Linked DNA regions of Delphinus delphis: region 2 is linked to region 1. Evidence: chromatin contacts called from public Hi-C data. All regions are on one chromosome and are shown on one strand. Each heading gives the region's core, a stretch centred on a gene start, on an enhancer-like site or on the middle of the called end of the contact. The rest is flanking DNA. Distances are from core to core; before and after follow the strand shown. Region 1 holds the start of VCPKMT (valosin containing protein lysine methyltransferase). Region 2 holds the start of NEMF (nuclear export mediator factor).

Region 1 (4,491 bases), core at 1,123-3,622:
AGGCGGTCACAAAGCACCGAGCTGATCTCCCTGTGCTATGTGGCTGCTTCCCACTAGCCATCTACCTTACGTTTGGTAGTGTATATATGTCCATGCCTCTTTATCGCTTTGTCACCGTTTACCCTTCCCCTCCCCATAGCCTCAAGTCCATTCTCTAGTAAGTCTGTGTCTTTATTCCTGTTTCACCCCTAGGTTTTTCATGACATTTTTTTTTTTTAATTCCATATATATGTGTTAGCATACGGTATTTGTCTCTCTCTTTCTGACTTACTTCACTCTGTATGACAGACTCTAGGTCTATCCACCTCATTACAAATAGCTCAATTTCGTCTCTTTTTATGGCTGAGTAATATTCCATTGTATATATGTGCCACATCTTCTTTATCCATTCATCCGATGATGGACACTTAGGTTGTTTCCATCTCTGGGCTATTGTAAATAGAGCTGCAATGAACATTTTGGTACATGACTCTTTTTGAATTATGGTTTTTTCAGGGTATATGCCCAGTAGTGGGATTGCTGGGTCATATGGTAGTTCTATTTGTAGCTTTTTAAGGAACCTCCATACTGTTCTCCACAGTGGCTGTATCAATTTACATTCCCACCAACAGTGTAAGAGGGTTCCCTTTTCTCCACACCCTCTCCAGCATTTATTGTTTCTAGATTTTTTGATGATGGCCATTCTGACTGGTGTGAGATGATATCTCATTGTAGTTTTGATTTGCATTTCTCTAATGATTAGTGATGTTGAGCATTCTTTCATGTGTTTGTTGGCACTCTGTATATCTTCTTTGGCAATTCATCCATCTTTGAATCAATCCAAACAAGTAAACGTAGTTACAGCTCTGTAACTGATGATTAGTAAACTCTTCTTAACTAATCAACCATCATATTAATTTCAGTTTCCAGAGAAAGGATTCAAGTGATTGCATTTTGGAGTCCCCATGGGTAAGCAAATGAAATTGACTGCACTCTTAAAATTTAATTTAATATAATTTAACTTGGGATTTAAACAATCAACAATTTACCTACAAAAGCAAGTCCAACCCTAACTAGAACATAAGTTGGTTCAATGCTCATTATTGAAAAAAATGAGTGATGCCCACAACACTACACAAACTGATATTCTAAAAAAAATCATTATATAAATATAATAAATCTTGCCACAGAACAATGAATTCTTTACGATGCAACTTAATTATTAATGTCATGATTAACACATTCACTAGGAATAACTAAAAAAAAAAAAAAGAAATCTTAGTCTTTTACAGGAGATCCAAATGGCAAAATCCTTTAAAAATTTTACAGACACCTCTCGCAAAATGCACATAACACTTTTCTCGATATGCTTCATGGACCTCTATGTTAATCATGAGTGTATATATATGTAGTTCCTGGTGACCTTTATTTTCTCTTTACTGTGTCATCAACTATGGAACAAATATCCTGCATTCAGAGATGTTAAAATGCGAAGAAATGCGTGCTTTAGAATCCACCAAATACGGTTTAAATCTTCTAAAGGAAGAGCCTTCACTATTAAATACTCACCTCTTCATAGTATATGCAGTCGGCCATCAGGATGTAGTCTGGAGGAGAAGGAAAGTCTTCTATTTCTTCCCCCCTTAAAAATGTCAACCAATATTTTAAACTGTTGTTTCACTAATTTAAAATATTCCTGTTTTACAAACAAGACCCAGAAAGTCCCCTTCGTATTAACCATGCTTTTAGTGTAACACAATTTAAAGCAAACTACAGTTATCTTAAAACAAGCTGAAAGGCCATACAAACCATTTCAGTACCTTGGCTTGAACAGAACCAGTGACAAGATGCTTGTTCATATTAATATTCATCTTCAGCAAGTCTTGCAATTCCTCTAGGTCGGTGACTATGACATCTGCCCTATAAAATAACGGTGACTGAGGTGTAGGCACAAGGATGGGAAGCCAGTAACCGGGGTTTCCCGAAAAGCGGCGTCCCCTCCCGCCAAGCTCTTACCCGAGGGTAGCAGCCATGAGCCCCACGGCCCCGGTGCCAGAGCCCAGCTCCAGCACCGACCGCCGGCTCAGCGCGTGGGCCCCATCGCCGGAAAACCCGGGCGTTTCCAGGTATTTAGAAAGGACGATGGCAGCGTCCCAAACAACGCAACCCACGCCGCCGGAGCCGTACTGCTGTAGTCGTAACACCGTGCCATCTCGCTTCTCCAAAACTCGCACAAAGTTCCGCAGTTGCTCCTCCCCGGAGGACTCCAGGGAAGCCGCCATCGCCGCCCGGCAACACTGAGTATCGAGCGCAGTGACGTCACACCCACAAGACCGCCCCGGGCCCCGCCTTGCAAGGGGCCCGGCGCCTCCAGGAGGCGGAGTTGGCGCCATAGCGCGTGCGCGAAGACACAAAGACCGGAAGGCGACGTTCCACCGGCGTGGCCCAGCCGCAGGCCAAGGCTTACCCTGCGCGCGGAACTGCCTTGTTCTCCCCTAAATTACAAGTCTGCCTCAACGAACGGGCAGTTGAAATTACTTTTCCGGACAAAGCCAACCTGAGTGTTTTTATCTAGTTGGAGGTTGATTCACACTGTTTTTTTTTTTTTTTTTTTTATTACTGGCCTTAAATCAAGGCAGCTTCCAAGATCCTACCAAGGATGGCTATAATCCTGCTTACAGAGAATTCCTAACATGCTCCTAATTTTTCTTCAGAATGCGTAAAAATGGTTGCAAGAAGCTTGTGACTGCGTTTAACGGTGAAGGAAAAGTTATCCCTCTGAAGTTTACATCACTTAAATTCTTTGGGATTATGGAACTTAAAATGCACAAATTATTGAAAATGTGTGTATATATTACTTCTACAGAACTCAACAATCTTACCCCCTTGTTCCTTATAATGAAAACACATATTTTAAACGTCTTTTAAAAATTAAGACTGGGGTGATTTATTAATCTTGTTAGGAACTCTGATACAAAGCACAGTAAAAGGCCACAGACCAGTAAATAAACAATGTGGCTTTTGGCTACTTTACAACTGCTGCTACGGCACTAAGAGGAAAACACGCTTTTTCATCACTTAGAACGAAGGAGTACAAATGGCAAATAAAAGTTTTAATCACGTCTCTGATTAAAAAGTTTAATAAAGCTTTAAGTGTCTGCTGGTTTAAATATTACCAATCTAAAAAAATACTTCAAAAATTTTTAGTTAACACGAGATTTATAGAGAAAGTTACTTGGTTTTGAAGGCAATGCAGTTGGTTCCTATGCCATAAGAAACTTATCCTCCAGCTTTATGAATTAGTAAAGTAGCAGACTGTATTATAGGCCTTGAGTCACATAAATTTATATAGGTTATTAGCATTATCTTTAAATGTACAATATAAACAAAACTGTACATGTATGGCATATTAACTTTGTTTTCCAAAATAATAGGCAACTCGTTAGCTAAAGACACCATAGTCTGCAAAAACAAAAAGGCACATCTGTATAAGATATATGCCCTTTTTTCCTCTATGATTGGGTTAGGTAGTCTGTTTACATTTCGACAAAACAATAAACAGTGCATTCTATTATTTTCGTTCTATTTTTCACTTTTGTCTTCAGCAGCAAATTCTGGCTTTTAAGACATGGCATTAAAGAGTTTAAGAACAGTGGGTGTTATTCACGATCTTCCTAAATGTAAAAACTAGAAGATGGTCAAAGAGGCTTAAAACTCAGTATCACCACGCACCCCCTATATGTGTATAAATTCACTGCCTTAAAAAGTCATCTGTTACTCAAATTTGAAAAATTCCACAAATGCACTATCCCCCTTCAGTGCAATCAATGTCACTTTAAACCATATTTTAGCAGAGTCTACAGTGCAAATATAAATTCTTTATACTGGCCTTTGGGCAGCACTGAGGATCCAAGACAAGGCAATGCTACTGATCACCTGAGGATAATGGTAAAGGACTTCTGTATTTTTATTTTTCCAATTTTTAAAAGCTTATTTGATCAGTAGCATTTTTGTAAGAGCATTATTTTTAAAAAGTACTAAAATACTATGCCTTTTTTGAATAAATTAAAAAAAAACTTTACAAATACCATTCCAGTGTCAATGACTACATATGGCTAGGGTCATTGAGGAGTTTCTGCATTTTCTAGCAAAGGCAGTCTATACAATGGGGGGTGCGAAAGCTCCCGTTTGTAAGTCTTTGGTGGCAGTTTTGGTAGGTGAGGGCTTGAATTCTGCCTTGGTGGAACAGGGGGAGCTTGAGGATGAGCAAGATTATTCTGACTAGAACTGAGCACGTAGCATCGACGTGGTACCCTTGGAGAGGGTGTGCTAGGAGGAGTGTTTGGAGAATTTGGACACGTACTAACGTCTCTGAACCAGTCTGGATCTCTGTGAAGATGTCCCAGTGGAGGTGGCTGAAGAGTAAACGGACAGTTTATAAAGTGTTCTGGAGGCCGAAGGGGAACTGGTGGAGGGGTATCGGGAAGAGGATCTCTCGGCGGCGGCGGTGGT
Region 2 (4,133 bases), core at 1,601-4,100, 210 kb before region 1:
CAGCTCTTTTAGTTATTTATAAAGTACTTAACATTGTCTGCTCCACTGAAGAGAATTTTTATACACATTTAGATTTACATGCACACATAACTCATTAAATTCTAAGTTTTTTTTTTTTTTGAGTGTCTGACCTCCTATTGATGTAGCCTCGTTTGGGGATGTTTATACAGTCCCAGTATCATATATCTTATTATCTGTTATATCATATGTAAAACTGAAACAATATTACTTCTTCATATCCAAGTTATTAAACAACTTAAATGAAGTATGCATTATTCTTTGAAAAGTACTATACAAATATAAAGTGTCATTATTATTAAGGACAATCCCCAAAATAGAACCATTTGGGGTTACTATTAAGTAAATTAAACTTTTAAGAATTTGATAATTTTGTGACAGGCCTTGTGATTTGGGAAACACTTACCTAACGTGTAATCCAAAACAGATTCTAAGTTGCTGGGGATAAGGATCTTCTCTGTAAAGCCTCTAATGAAATAACACAATGCCAAAACAAATAAATTTCTGAAGGAAAGTGAGGAGGAGAGGAAGAAGGAAATTAATACATATGGAGCCCTATTATGTGTCAGGCATTGTGTTAGGTGCTTTACATGTAACTTCAATTAATCCTCACCAATAACCCCATGAGGGAGGCATTATCTACATTTCACATTTAAAGAAACAAGTTCCAAGAGATTAAGTAAAATTTCCAGGTTATAAAATTATTCAGCAGCAATACCATTAATTCAAAGTTAGGTATATCTGACTCTAATGTCTTTCCTCTGCATCATGAGCTTTTCAGTATATCTCTTGTGTCAATAAGTGAAAGGGTAATACACCCACAAATGTGGGATCTCAGTTTTAATAGTAAAAACAAAAAGAAAAGTGAAAAGTAAAAAGATATGGTTGGTAGCATACTAATGTCACTGAGTATTCCAACAAAATACAGATTGGTAGCTGAAAAGTGAGCTGTGGAAGACAAGGCTAGGGAAGGAGGGAGGAGGGCAGATTACAGAAAGCCAAGAATGCTGGGGTATAGGATATGGATTCAGCAATTAGAGAATCATAAAAGGTGGGAAAACTAATGAAAATGATGCTTTAGAAAAACCAATGTCGGTCTAACACAGAATTGTTTTGATAGTGAGAAGAGTATTAGAGTTAAATGGCTATAATGTCCAGCATTATAAAAGCTTGAGTAAGAACGGTAACTGTGGGAACATAAAGATGTGGCGCACAAAGTGGCATGAAGGGTACAAGGGAGAAGTTAAACATCTCCTTTATTCAACCAGTATCTATCAACTACTCTATTTTATCTCTATTTTATTTATAACAGTGAAGAAAAACCCATTTATAATTTCAATTGTTAGTGACCAATCTCAGGGCCATAAAATTTAGCTTCAAGTATAACTTAAAACTTACCTTCATGGCAAAACTAGACGGCATCATATTCTTAGGCCATTCAAATTCTGTCGTGTGAATTCGTATGCCAGATTCAAGTAAAAGTGTAGCTTTAACGTCTGGTCTGTAAAAGAAAAAAGTCAAAAAATTTTTAGGGGAGCATTAACTCAGGTTAAAAAAAACAAACAAGCTCATATTTAATTATACAAAAGATAAAACAAGCCTATAAAATGCTCTTACTTTTGAAGACGAATAAGATACGTCTTATTATCCACATCGTAAACATTGTTTACTCTCATTCCTAGCAAGCTGCAAAGAGAAAGGAAACATGTAACAAATCATACTACCATTTGAAACATAAAACTTCACACAATTTAAAGCTGTAGGCGAAAGCAGAGATGGCGAAAGGGGGGATCTTTGACTCTAAAGATACGGAGTCAACCAGTGTGCAGTCTGAAGGCCATCAGACATTGAGCCCAAACCTTGAGTGTAACTATTTAAGAACGAAAGTGGTCTATCAGCTCTAGAACACTATACTATGCCTTGAGTATTTTAAGTGATCCAATATATATTTTAGGAAATACAATAAAATCTAACCCACTTAATTATAAAAGAAAATATGTAAACGAGGCCCTGAGAAATATGACAAAGCTCACACAGCTGAATGACAGAAAGCAGATTAGAATGCAGACCTCAGGCCAAATCTGTTACCTCCGGCTAAAAAGGCGATGCTGCCTTTCTCTGCGGTGAGGAGGAGCGTCTAACAAACCAAACCTCTGGTCTGGAAACCTCTGAAGCAAATGACTACACTGGCGTCCTCCACCTGGCGTCTCGTCTTTTACTAAACGTTTGTTGCCAGACCCGGGCGACTCAGGCCGACAGGCCAAGAGCCCCGCCAAAGCCGGATGCAAGACCTGGCGAGACTAGCAGCCCACGAGAGCGGGGAGTGGGGCACGCGACCGCCGGGGTCCCCCCGGTATCCTGAGAGCCACAGAAAGATGTCACGCGCTCGCCCACTCAGGCCTAGCCAGGTCCACAGAAGAACAGGACCGGGGGGACCCAGGGGAAACATAAGGCCGTTCTTGTTTCCACGGTGGAGCCATGGCCTCTGCCTCCTGCACCACCCGCACGAGCCTGGTCACCCGTCATACAGTACCGGGCATTCAGCTCCGCGAGTACCGCGCGGAGGTCAACGGTGCTAAAACGGGTTTTCATGGCGAGGCTTGAGGGTCTCTACCGCAGTTTCCTCCACCGCCGGCCTGACTCAACGCTGCTACTCTTATGCGCAGGCGCACTTGGCGGATCTACGGCCGCGCAGAAGACCCAATATTCCTTGAAGCGAACTGCTTTTCGTCACTTTTGTGCAGCGTTCGGCTGTCAAGTCCGTCGTCAGCTCCCTTTTCGTTGTACCAAAACAATTCGAAATAGATCCAAACTATTTTCTTGAAACTTCATTCCTTCCTGGAAAGCTTATGGACTAGGCCGGTTACTTTGCTCCCTTGCGTTTCGGGACTCAAGCCAGCCTCCACAGTGACCCCTGCGGGTCAAGACAATTTACAAGAAGCGCACTGGGAGGATTTCCCCAGGTGGGACTCAGCGTACAGGAGCAACGACCCCTTTCCCTGACGTGCACAGTGTTGAAATTTAACGAAGTGGACTATTTCATACACCCTACAGTTACCCTCAATGATCAAAGCAAATGAACCCTCAAAAAGGAGTTCCTATTCTGATGTCTTGCTCTCCGAAGAGCATTTTGTGGTGTATTGTGGGATTCTCATCCAATCTAGGTACTGGGATCCCCTGGGCTCAGCATAGTACCTGGCATACAATAGGGGCTCCATTAATGCTTGGCAACCTGAATATTCAATTGTTTCGCTAGGTAATGGTGAAGTAAGATTAAAAATAAAAATAAGACAATATTGCCCCGCCAAAGGAATTCACGATGCAGTGGGAAATCAGTCGTGCAAGAATGTAAACATGGTACTTTTTGTTGTGATATATACGTGGGAAGAAAGCCTATTTTAAGATAAGAACTCAAAAGAGACGGGGTCTCGCTATGTTGCCCAGGCTGGAGTGCAGTGGCTATTCACAGGCGCGATCCCACTACTGATCAGCACGGGAGTTTTGACCTGCTCCGTTTCCGACCTGGGCCGGTTCACCCCTCTTTAGGCAACCTGGTGGTCCCCCGCTCCCGGGAGGTCACCATATTGATGCCGAACTTAGTGCGGACACCCGATCGGCATAGCGCACTACAGCCCAGAACTCCTGGACTCAAGCGATCCTCCTGCCTCAGCCTCCCGAGTAGCTGGGACTACAGGCACGCGCCACCGCGCCCGGCAAGGAATGTGGACGTAGGAGGATTCTAGAGCCTATGGGCTACAAATAGTGGCAAGCAGAATTCCCACCAGCAGATGGCGACTCTAAGTAAAAAGAGCACGGTTGACATTTCAGAAGAAACAGAATTGTAGATGCTAAGGGGACTACTGTAGCAGGTACAGCGCAGAATTAATGCGACATATGGCACAGAAAATCATGCAGAATAGCTCAAAATATGGAATAAACCATTTGGAGGGTTTAGGGAAGACTGATAACCAAGTCGACTGTAGTGCAAACAGTAAAAGCGAGAGGTTTAACTGTACATAAACAATGCTAAGGTTCTTATGTTGGCTCTGAAGGCATTACCCAAATAATGCCTAAATACTTTGCATAAAAGCAACCCATGTATAAACTCCACATTG

What was found. A called contact is a pair of places that touch in the nucleus more often than the background predicts.
Region 2: a contact with region 1 is called in a Hi-C map of lung, with 3 times the contacts expected there. The contact joins the promoter of NEMF here to the promoter of VCPKMT in region 1. A contact is called at or near these places in 3 of 3 Hi-C or Micro-C datasets (lung and muscle).

The regions. Positions count from the first base shown.
Region 1 is chr2:50,577,701-50,582,191 of mDelDel1.2, reverse strand. It overlaps VCPKMT (valosin containing protein lysine methyltransferase), which reads right to left and starts at 2,372. Exons shown (of 5, transcript XM_060004598.1): 1 at 1,996-2,372; 2 at 1,800-1,899. The coding sequence starts at 2,372. It overlaps SOS2 (SOS Ras/Rho guanine nucleotide exchange factor 2), which reads right to left. Exons shown (of 23, transcript XM_060004596.1): 23 at 4,101-4,491. The coding sequence ends at 4,101.
Region 2 is chr2:50,792,970-50,797,102 of mDelDel1.2, reverse strand. NEMF (nuclear export mediator factor) reads right to left here and starts at 2,850. Exons shown (of 32, transcript XM_060004600.1): 1 at 2,552-2,850; 2 at 1,636-1,704; 3 at 1,417-1,519. The coding sequence starts at 2,610. It overlaps LOC132417880 (protein GVQW1-like), which reads left to right and starts at 3,434. Exons shown (of 3, transcript XM_060001734.1): 1 at 3,434-3,746. The coding sequence starts at 3,606.